2 separate regions of the Danio rerio genome follow, and region 1 is linked to region 2. A link is a contact called in public Hi-C data. All regions are on one chromosome and are shown on one strand. The core of a region is the stretch at or near the end of the contact, and the rest is flanking DNA. Distances in the headings are between cores, read along the strand shown.

What was found. Hi-C and Micro-C count contacts between places; a contact is called where the count stands out from the background.
Region 1: a contact with region 2 is called in a Hi-C map of an unstated tissue, with 4 times the contacts expected there. The contact joins the promoter of LOC137488017 here to the promoter of ing5b in region 2. A contact is called at or near these places in 1 of 18 Hi-C or Micro-C datasets (an unstated tissue) and 2 of 4 datasets of contacts at active chromatin or transcription factors (caudal fin and embryo).

What each region holds. Positions count from the first base shown.
Region 1 is chr2:39,805,431-39,811,408 of GRCz12tu, forward strand. LOC137488017 (SLIT and NTRK-like protein 3) reads right to left here and starts at 1,835. Exons shown (of 3, transcript XR_011006882.2): 1 at 1,678-1,835; 2 at 1-36. nrd1a (nardilysin a (N-arginine dibasic convertase)) reads left to right here and starts at 1,979. Exons shown (of 31, transcript XM_689113.9): 1 at 1,979-2,021; 2 at 2,357-2,657; 3 at 4,997-5,255. The coding sequence starts at 2,482.
Region 2 is chr2:39,581,767-39,587,951 of GRCz12tu, forward strand. It overlaps ing5b (inhibitor of growth family, member 5b), which reads left to right and starts at 3,078. Exons shown (of 8, transcript NM_001007168.1): 1 at 3,078-3,252; 2 at 3,549-3,620; 3 at 3,702-3,868; 4 at 4,571-4,682; 5 at 4,758-4,851; 6 at 4,939-5,074; 7 at 5,296-5,357; 8 at 5,459-5,726. The coding sequence starts at 3,216. The coding sequence ends at 5,498. It also overlaps a transcript of pak2a not described here.

The sequences.
Region 1 (5,978 bases), core at 585-3,084, 220 kb after region 2:
GGATGCAGTATTTAGCAGCCTCTTTTCACAGGGTATCTGTAGGTAATTAAACGGCAAGGAATGAAAGTTCAGAAGCACACTTAATCTATGCCTGTGCTGTTATATTAGTGTACTGAATGTTTAATATAGGCTGGTCAGCAAGACATATTGAAGCCAATTAAAATAAATAGGCTATTTCATCATACAAGATTTGTGAGCTGACTGAAATGCACAGTCGGGGTTATAATAGCAAAGATGAGTCTGATACGTTTTATTACACTTGCAAAGATTACTTGCTCGCAATATTGCATATTGTGTGCTAGCCACCTCAGTGATTTTGGAATTAAACAATGTGTAAAGCACCCCAGCAAGCATTTTTTTTTTAAAGATGTCTAACAGACGTCAAAACATAGTCATATTGGCTAAATCAAATCTAAATTTGGGCTATCAGTGTAAATCTAATAGACGTTTAAGAATGGGCCAAAACTAGACTAATCCTCAAATGAACGACTACACATATAAAGTCTGTCTAATCTGTCTATTTGACCACTAGTCTAGTTTTGGGCTATTGTTAGATGTCTATTAGATTTTCACTGACACTGACAGCCCAAGTTTGGCCTTGTTTTAGCCAAGCTGTTATCGTTTAGATGTCTATTAGACGTCTATTGAACATTATTGTTTGCTGGGACCTTGTTTTGAATGATGAAGCCTGATATTTGGTACATTAGTTTCTAAGGCCTCTAATTTATAAGCTTGATAAAAAAAATAAATAAAAAAACAGTATAATAATACAAAAAACAAACATCCTCATTCAGGTTGTTCAAATATGATATATGAGGAATTGTATCAGTTGTCATTGACATCCATAAAACAAAAATTGAAATATTAGGGCATACTATACTAAGTCAATGGTTTACAGTTACCAGCATTCTACAAAATACATTATATGTTCAATAGGGAAAAAAAATAATTAGTTTGTGGAAGTGAATAATTAAATTATAACAATAACAAAATTTTTTGTGGTAAACTATTTCTACAGATCACAATGACTTGATGGTCCATAGATGGTATCATGGACTCAAAATCTTGTTTGCAAAATGGGATCTGAACAAGCTGTACTAGCTGTTAATCTGTACTACCCACATTTGGACCTAATAAAGTAATTGATGTAAAGTTGGCTTTATATTCGTAAATTCCTTAATATTATATTTTTTAGAAATGTATTCTTTGCAAATTCTTATTATGTTAATCATATCAGCAGCCAAAGACTATCAAAGTACAACATTGTTTGTTCACAGTCAATTAAATAGTGCTTATGTTGTTTTGAAGTCATACTTGCATACGATCTAAGGCCGAATTATTCAAAGTACCGTTGTAAATTCTTAAGAAACTGTGTCACATATTGTCCCTGAATGAACGTGTAAAAATAAAACCAACTTTACCTTAATGATAAAGTGACCTAAAAAATTTATATAGCTTCATAAGAGAATCTGTATATTTATTGTAAGCAGGTAGGAATGCAGTCACTCATCATGAGTTAGATATGTTGTAAAGGTCTACTCAATTTTTTAGAACGTTTTCTTCATCATGTCAACCAAGCAACATCTAAGTATAGGCTATATATCTAATTTATAACATATAACACAGTAAATTAAGTCAAAGTATCATAGAGCGCACACATACACATAACTTACATACAAATTAAAACGGGTTGGGGCAACTGAAATTTGGTCACTGGCTTTCAATAAATACAGGCGTGTAACACAGACATGATGTCGTTACAAAAATAACTTAGTTTAGAAATAGGCCCAAATGTACAACTCCCACAATCTAACATCACAACAGGGAAAGCTGCTGAAGCAGAAGCAACAGCGCCACTTATTATATTCGTCTAGCAATGAAGTTATCCAATCAGAGAGTCGCGTTTTACAACGTCAGTGGCTTTTGACGAATCAATACACTTCTTGTTGCATAGACGCAACCTACCAGCGACAAGCTTGGCGACGATAAGTTCGGCTGACCCATCATCAGGAGGAAAGCAGGTATGAGACTGCGATGAAACTTGACTAACTTTGTGAAATATTACGAGGGTCTGATTGCAGATGAACCTGTCATGTTTTAGACAAATAAGTTAAGCTAATTAGCTAAACCCCATCAAACAAATCATACGTTTTTGGTTCGTTTTAAATACTGCCGTTATGTAGCGGATTAGCCACATTGTAGCTCAGGGATGATGATACAAATGTGTAGCTGTCAAAATACGTCTGTGAAGTTAAAGAACTCCTTTTGTGAAAATCAAGATCCTACATTTCAATCAAGATATTGTACATAATTTGTTTATTGTTATCGTTACATTATTTCATTTGGTTTCTTTTAGACTGGAGACAGAAAGTCAGTATTGCTCTATTCAAGGCTGCGCGTGCGTTTCCCCTGTTTTACAGCAGAGTCATAAACAGCCCCGTTCACCTCAGCCCCAGTGCTAAAATAGCGTCATTGTTCAGGATGCCCCAGACAAACAAGTTCAAATGTGCTGCAGCCAGCAGTCCGGCTCAATCTGCTGGTCCTGACCGTGGGGAACCAGTCAGAGACCCCAACGCACCTCCAGGGGACAGTGGTGGAGATGAAAACCAGGGAGACCCTCAGATTATCAAATCACCCAGTGACCCCAAACAATACAGGTAAAGTCCACGTGATTTAAAACGGTCACGTATATAATAAAATTATATTCACACATTCAGACTTTCTCCGTAATAATATAGTTTCAGAAAAGTATTAATTGCCAATTCATTCATTCATTCATTCATTCATTTATTCATTTTCAGTTTAGTCCTTTTATTAATTTGGGGTTGCCACAGTGGAATAAACCACCAACTTATGTAGCATATGTTTTTTGCAGCGGATGCCCTTCCAGCTGCAACCCATCACTGGGAAACATCCGTACACACTCATTCACACACATACACTTGGGACAATTTAGCTTACCCAATTCACCTGTACCACGTCTTTGGATTTGTGGGGGAAACCGGAGCACCCGGAGGAAACCCACGCAAACACAGGGAGAACATGCAAACTCCAGAATTGCCAACTGACCCAGCTAAGGCTCAAACCAGCGATCTACTTGCTGTGAGGCGACATCGCTACCCACTGCGCCACCACGCCACCCTTTTTGCCAATTTTATATTTTGAAATCATATCAGCAGCCAATGACTAACAAAGTACAAAATTGTTTACAGTCAATTAAATACTCCTAATGTTGTTTTGAAGTCATGCTTCCATGCTATTTCAGATAAAAAATAGCAAGTAGTGTGTGTGGTGAACCATATAGGGAGTGGAGCATTATAATGAATGAATGTTTGAAAATAAAACCAACTTTACCTCAATTATAATACACACTACCAGTCAAAAGTTTGTTGTCTGTAATATTTTTAAAATGTTTTAAAAGAATGTAATTCTGCTCACCAATGCTGCATTTGATCAAAAAATACAGTAAAACTTAATTTTTGATCTGTTGTTACAATTTTAAATGACAGTTGTCTTATTGATTGTGGTTTAAAATTTTGATTATTCCTCTGATACAAAGCAGAATTTTTATCATAATTTCTCCAGTATTCAGCGTCACACAATTCTTTAGAAATCATTATAATGATGATGATTTGTTGTTCTAAAAAAATCTGCTTTATTTAGATACAAAAGCACTAATAATAATTCTTACTGTGTTCAGTGCTGACATTTTTTTTCTCCATAGTATTGTTGAAACTGATACTTTTTAAAAATATGTTTGTCTAAAAAAGAAAGATAATAAAATAGCTTTTTTATTAATTAATTTTTCATTTTAAATGTGTTTATTTTCACTTTTCAACAATTTATTGTTATTAAAATGTATGTATTTTTATTGCATCTTTAATAACATTGTAACTACTATACTATTATATAATACTAATATATCAAACCAACAGACAATGCCCCTTTTAACAATGCAAGGCTGAAGAAAAACAGAATAAATTATTTATTTATATATATATATATATATATATATATATATATATACATACATACATACATACATACATACATACATACATACACACACACACACACACACACACACACACACACACAAATACATACAGAAATAATGAAATTATAATAAATAAATAAAAAAATAATTATATAAACAAAATTAAAATATATAAAGATAAAATAATGGTAAAATAAGAAACATAAATTAATTGAATTAAAGAAACATCACTAAAATCCAAGTAAGGCGTCCAGACTTGATGAAAAGCCTCAGTGGAAATGAATGAATTCTAAGGAATTCTAAGGGAATCATTTCCCTAATAATATTTGACCACCCTTTCAAGGATGGGTTCTTCACTGATCTAATAACAGGATTATTCCATAATAAGTGGATGTAGTCTCCCACTTTCTTCTTACATTTAACACACACTTGTGAATTACTTGAGTTAAACTTGCTACAGTTAATGTATATTTTAATAGTACTTTTGAATGATATTGTATCAGTTTATAATAAATGATAATAAAAGAAATAATAAATGTTTCTTTTTGAGCAGATCATGATACTAAAATATTTGAATTATTATGTAATGCTAAAGACTAATTATGCTTTAAAAAAATATCTGCTTTAACCCACAATTATTAATCGCATTCAATAAAATAAGAGTTAATTAATATTGCATTAACATTTCACAATTACTTATTTTTTATTGTTAAATAAATGAATCCTTTGTGAGCAGAATAAGCTTATTATAAAACTTTTAAAAAATCCTAACCTTTTTCTGCTAGTGTATATACTCTTAAAGTAACAAGTGAAACCTTTTAAAAGATCATTTTACATTATGAATGATACAGTATGTTGGCACTCGAGGATCGGGAAATATGAGATCGCTCTAGTAAAACATAAGCTCTCGTTGCATCTTTGAGTGTGTAACACAACACTGCATGTGTGTGCGGATGACTAAAGTGACCAACAGAATTTCTTTTTCTTCTTTTCATACAGATATATTGAGCTGAGTAATGGACTGAGGGCTCTGCTCATCTCTGATCTGAGCGGTTTAGATGGGAAAGCTGAAGATGAGGATGATGAAGATTCTGAAGAGGAGGAGGCGGAAGAGGAGGCAGAGGGAGAGGAAGAAGAGGGAGACTCGGGGGAAGGAACGGATGAGGAATCTGAAGAGGAAGGAGACAGTCAGGATAGCGATTTTGAGGAGCTAGATGAGGAAAGTGACCAGAAGAAGAAAAAAGGATCTGAAAAACAGGTTTGTTTTGAGATTACCATGCATGTTATTCAAATTAATTCTTCGTATTAAAGTCAGCATGAAATTAAAATGTATCTATTCATGTTTTATACTTTTTTGAGCTTTTCATCTTTATTATTCCAGGCTGTCATAATTTAATCTTTTGGTGAAGTAAATGTCTCTACTGGAATGCATTATGGATTTCTCCAATTGTTTCATCTGCATAAACTCATCCTCTTTATCACAAACTTGCATTTAGGTTTGCCTCTATCCAATCAGCCACTCCTAAATAAAACTAGTCTTTTTTGCTTTTCAATACTGAGTTTGTTTACATGACTACAGAAAAAAAAATCTTCACAGCTTGTTGTGTTCTGTGTCATTTTTGGATATTCTATAGTGAATGCATTATACAGTGCTGGTAGAGTAAATGAGTACATCCCCTTATTAAATTGAAATTTTTTTACTAATATCTCAGTTAATATAGGCAATGAATTTTAGTGCTGTTAATCAAAGGTTTTAGTAAACTGTTATATACATTAAAATAAGAGGTTTGTTCACCTAACATTTTTAGAAATAGAAAGATGATGCATTTAAAATTCAAATAAGTTATTGCAAGAAAAATTAAAAACTTCCAACAAAATTGTATGTTTTATGTTTCGCTTGATTTTTCCTGTTTGTTACAATTTTATCTTATTTGCTTTTCTCTTAGACATTATTTTGGGTGTACTTATTTTTGCACTGTGA
Region 2 (6,185 bases), core at 1,828-4,327:
AATCAATAGCATGCATTTGTTCATGGTGAATGAGATCAGATGAGTTGTGTATTAATACTCTCAATATGATCTTACTGTGTGTTACTGATGCGTTCTGCTGTTCAGTTATGAAGATGTTCAGGAACTTCCTGATCTGTGAGAGTGAAACCAATTCAGTTTTTTAACCATCATTGCCCGTCTGATAGTACATAAGACAAAAGAAATGCACATTAATGCATAATTGCTGAATAGAAATAATATTTTCTTTAAAAACATTGCACTGACCCACTGTTATTTAAATATGAGTGTTCGGTAAGTACTGTACTTACCACTGGATTTGATAGATGCATTTGGAAAAGTGGCAGAAGGTTGATTTTTTCAGATCTGTTGAACTGCATCCCAATCATCACAAATACTGCATAAGATGTATTGGAACCTGCATGGACCCAAGATTCTCACAAAAATCAGTCAAGTTTGGTGAGGGAAAATAATGGTTTGGGGTTACATTCAGTATAGGGGTGTGCAAGAGATCTGCGGAGTGGATGGCAACATCAACAGCCTGAAGTATTAAGACATTTGTGTTGCCTATTACATTACAAACCACAGGAGAGGGCAAATTCTAATGAATTTGATGAAGATGAAGGATGAGGCAGAAGATAAAACCAAAGAATCTTGATGAACTCGGAGAGTCTGCAGGAACACGTTCTTTGCCATTCCAGATGATTTTATTATTAAGTTATTTGAGTCATTGCAGAGATGTATGGATGCAGTCCTCCAAGCTCATGAGAGTCATATACAATATTAATTCTGTTTCCACTGCACCACAGCTTTATATTCTATACTGTACATTATTTCTGTTCAGTGAAAAGACTTTTGTCAGACCTTACTGTCCTTATTAAATAATTATAAATCAAGGCATGATCATATATTATTTTGGTAAAATAAGCGTAATCTAGAGGCCTTTGCCTTTCATAAAAGCCACTTCTGATACCAACTGTTCAACTAGAAGACAGATAGATAGAGAGATCTAGATTTAAATTCAGAATTTAATCAACCCAAACTACAACAACTTTCCTAAAACAAATAATTATCTTTTTTTTTTAATCTAAACAGTAATTAACAAAGTAGCACTGCATAACGTATTAATAATTATACAACTAGACAAGAACATCACCAGCACTGAGAGAATATGTCTGTTCTGTTGTTTTTGTATGTGGTTTGACTTCAGTTTCGTCACTGTGGGCTTCAGGGCACAGTAATACACAGCAGAATCTGATGCACGCAGATCCTTGATCGTCAGAGGAATTGATAATGCAGATGTGTTGAGTTCTGCGTTAAATCTCTGCTTAAACTCTTCATTAGTGTCACTAGATCCAGAAAGTCTCATCAGCATGTATTTTGGGGATCCATTCGTCATCTGTTGGTACCAGAGGAGGTTTGGATATTGAGTGCTGGACGCTTTGTACGTGCACTCAAGAGTGATTGTTCCATCTTCATAAGCTGTCATAACTTGTTTGGGCTGTATTACATTGTCCTGTGCTTTGCATCCTGTACAATAATAGATAAATCATTGTCTACAAGAGCATAATAACTTAGGCAAAAAAATATAATTCAAGAAAGTCGAAATACATACCTAGGATAAAAGCTGTCATGAGAAGTATATCACTGTAGCAGAGCGCCATATTTGCAGTGTTAAAATTATGCTAAATATAAGAGATGTTCACACGAGATTAAACACCTATGCTCTACTTACTGTTTTCATTTCTAACAAATGGTAAATACAAACCCTGGGAGGAGTCAGGCTTTGCTTTTGCCTCTCAGAGTAACTTGTATTTTCAAATATATTACTATTCTAACAAAAACTGTATCCTAATCAGGCTTCTAAAGACTATTTAAGCAGATTCTTGGATTTACAGAGTATTTAGATTTGTATATATTTTGATTTACATGCCATTAATGATGATGAAATAAACTACCAGCTTGTTCCAATAGATATAAATATATTACCTCATTTGTACATTATTTAAATTTTTAACCCTACATTTAACTGTAATTTAATATTTTTGTATTGTATATCCCTGCTGAAAAATCCAGCTTAAACCAGCCTAGGCGGGTTGGCTGGTTTTAGCTGGTCGACCAGCCTGGTTTTAGAGGGGTTTTGGCCACTTCCAGGCTGGTTTCCAGCCATTTCCAGCCTGGTCTTAGCTGGTCAGTCTGGAAAATGACCAGCCAAATCCAGCTAAAACCAACTTGACCAGCCTGGTTTAAGCTGGACATAGCTGGTTTTGGCTGGACTCCCAGCTTGGCTAGGCTGGTCAAGCTGGTTTTAGCAGGGATTTGGTTGTAATGTCTACATTTATGCCTGTGATCTGGCATCCTCTAGTTTTTGCATGAGGGCTGTGTGGGATTTTGTCACTGTGGGTCTTTGCTCACAAAGAATGAATTTGTCTTACATATTTCATCTTAAACTTCGTATATAATCCATTCTTTGGCCGTCCCTCCATGTCCAATGTCCATGTGTAGTACTGACACGATAAAATGCCAAATGCAATCACTTTAGTTGATCTTTAAACTTTGCTTATCATTTCAGGCATGGATATGAAAGATAACTCAGACGGCACTGACACCTTGTGGTAAGAAGTAAGTCATGTATTGTGGATTATCACGTCATTGTTTTGTCCCTCGCTTATTACAAATTATTTAAAATATAAAAGGTTGCTGTTTGTAACAAGAAACATACAATATAAAAAACTTAAAATTGCTTCGTACCTACCTACCATTAAATCATGCAGCTCCTTCACGGTAATATCTATAGAAGGGAAATGATCTGAGGCTACTGGGCATGCGCGAATCAATATGCCATACTTTTTTGACATTTAACAGGAACAAACAAATATTTTTATAATACTGGGAGTGGTAGACATTAATAAAATACAATTTATGGGTAATTTAATGAGTAAAAGAAAAAAACAAAGTGAAACAAAACTCCACTACGCTAGATGGCGTTGTAGAGCAAGTTCTTGCTTGCTGCACTGCAGATGAAGACGCTGCCCTACAAATATATGATATATAAATCATGCGGACAGTCTTATGTGTTCACTTTATGCCAATGTGGTTGATCCTTTTTATGTAAACATCTAATAATCTGCACAGCCACACCAGCAAAGCAAACTCAACGCGCGCTAAATAAACCTCCGCACACGCCTTCCTGCGGTGAAAAGTTTGTACCAACAAAAATGGCGAAAGGAATGTACTTAGAGCATTATTTGGACAGTAAGTTTCGTAATAGAGATTCCTCTAAACTTCTTGACCTGTTTTACTTACTGTCGAGTCGTTTGAATGCGATAAATTCTCGAAAACACCAGGCCATGTTGGGGTGTTGTTAAGTTTCAGTATCACAAATGTATCATTGTCTTTTATGGTAAATGCTAATCGAGTGCCTGAATGGTATTTTGTATCTTGTAGACCTTAACTTTAATGTATTCGTGCATGGTATTGCTGTTCAGGCAATGTAGGTAAACAATTTGCAGCTTTGCAGGGTTTTAAATGTATATTTTTAATCACACCAGGCATTGAGGGTCTTCCCTGTGAGCTGCAGAGAAACTTCTCTTTGATGGAGGATTTGGATAAAAGAACAGAAGGTATGGCTGAATGCAGTAGCTATACTACAATGCATTGAACACTAACTTTTACGTGACTAATTTAAATTCTTTTGTTTACAGCGAAAAAAGCAGAGATAAGTGAACTAGCTTCCGAGTATATTGAAAAAGTGAAAAATCTGGCATCTGAGGAGCGTGTCCAGCATTTAAAGAAGATTGACAGTGCATACAACAAATGCAAAGAGTTCAGCGATGACAAGGTTCAGCTCGCAATGCAGATATATGAAATGGTGAGGTCCAGAGTTCTCAGCTTAAAATCCACTTTTAGCACTTGATGCATGGGGCAAGGCAAGGTAAAACTTTATTGTCCCAGTTAGTGAAATTTGTCCTGGGCTCTTGCCCTCAGCTGCAGTCATGACATGCATAGAAAAACAATAAAAGCATACAAAAAACAGATAAGTGTATAAATAAATAAATCTACTGGGTGGGCCATTTATATGGATATACCATAATAAATTGAGAGTGGTTGTTGATATTAACGTCCTGATTGTGGCACATTAGTATATGTGAGGGGGCTTGTACATAACATATGAAAGAATAAAGTTACGTTAAAGCCAAGCACACCGGTGTTTTACTTGTGAAATTCACAATACGTTTTATTGAGGTGTATCCATATCAATGGCCCACCCTGTATAGCCCCACCTCCATATATGCACATTAATGTATAAATACAGAGACTTTCAGTCTAAGCCAGCACTATTTAATAGCTTAACGCTCACCAAATAAAAAGAGATTTTATATCTGTTTAATCTACAGCAAGGTATCTAAACCTTTTCCCCGAAGTTAACAACTCATACTCATTATGCAGAACATGTCATAAATCACAAACGATTTGTTTAGCATCTCCTAATGTGTCCTGTTCATAAATCTGCTGCAGTGACATCTGTACTGACACACCAGTAAAGTAAAAACAAATGAATTTATATTTCCAGGTGGATAAACACATTCGGCGCTTGGATGCTGAGCTAGCACGCTTTGAGAATGATCTGCAGGAGAAACTGGACTCGGGCAGCCAGGATAGCTCTGATGAAAAGCAATCCAGAAGTAAGTCTTCATGAAGATATTGAGACAATTTATCCTTTAAAGAAGAAAAATTAACTGACAAATTTATTGTTTCAGAAGATAAGAATATGAAAGATAAGAGGGGATCTCATGCAAGAGACAAGAAAGCATCAGATCAAGACTCACCCAAGCAGAAAAAAATGAAAAATGGGTAACTGATTTTGATTGGATACATGAATTTGATTGCCAAACCAGCCTTTCACTTGAACTCTTTTCTTTTGACTTTTACAAATTTCAGTCCCAACATAAGTGAATCTCTGCTTGCAATGCACCCATCAGATGTCCTGGATATGCCTGTGGACCCTAATGAACCCACATACTGTTTGTGTAGTCAAGTATCATATGGAGAAATGATTGGATGTGACAATTCAGATGTGAGTAATAAATATTATTATTTGTTTTAAGCCATTGTTTAAAAAATGACAGTTATTTTACATGTTAATTCGAAATAGATTTATGCTTTATGAATAGATTTATGCTTCATAGTTTTTGTTATAGTGGCAATCAACTTTTTATTACATAGGCATTGTTAATAACATTACATAAAATTATTTTACTGTTAATATGCAAAAGTATGATTTTTTTTTTCCAACAGTGTCCAATAGAGTGGTTTCATTTTGCTTGCGTCGGCCTAGCAACCAAACCAAAGGGCAAATGGTAAGCTAATTTACATAATTTCATACTACTTGTAATTGCCCACTCCACATACTGATACATTTAAAATTGCAGTTACCATGGTTTGTGTTTTCCATTTACAGGTATTGCCCACGATGCACCCAAGACATGAAGAAAAAATAGTATATGTTCACAATCTACCTAGAATCAAATGTGTGCCGCAAATATACCTTGTGTCTTTCTTGCATTACACCTCATTTAGTGGGAATCAATTGACTTTATCCATCTGTGCCTTTGCTATGATGATAACTATGAATGTAACGGGGAAGAGGATTGCATGTATTATCCAGTTGGTGGCAGCAGAGTGTTTCTTTTCATTTGGCTCTAAAAATAAAGTTTTATTTATGAGGGTGTGCAACTTTCATATTTTTTAATGTCTTCTCCAAACAGTTCCGCATATTACTACAAGAGCTAAAGGAAGAGGTTTTATAAATCTAAATAAAGAGACTTTTTTAGACTTTGGTGTGAATTTTTTTTTTCATTTTTAACACTTATGTTGGCATACCGGTGAAGCGTTAGAATGCGTTAGTTGTAGGGAAATGTAGTTTTTAGGACGTGTTACTTCATCGCTGCGCAATGAGGTCGAGACTACAGTTCCCACCATGCAACAGCCATCTGAACTCATGGACGGAACCCATTTGCAGACAGTTGTAGTTTGAGGTTGCCATAAACTTATTTTAGTTAATATATCGCATGATTTCATCGTCTTTATTTAGATGTTCCCTGAATAGTATATTGGAGTATCAAATATTTAACCTAAAAGGCGACATATAGTGAAGTCCAATCATTGGGCTGGGTCGACAGTTCCGC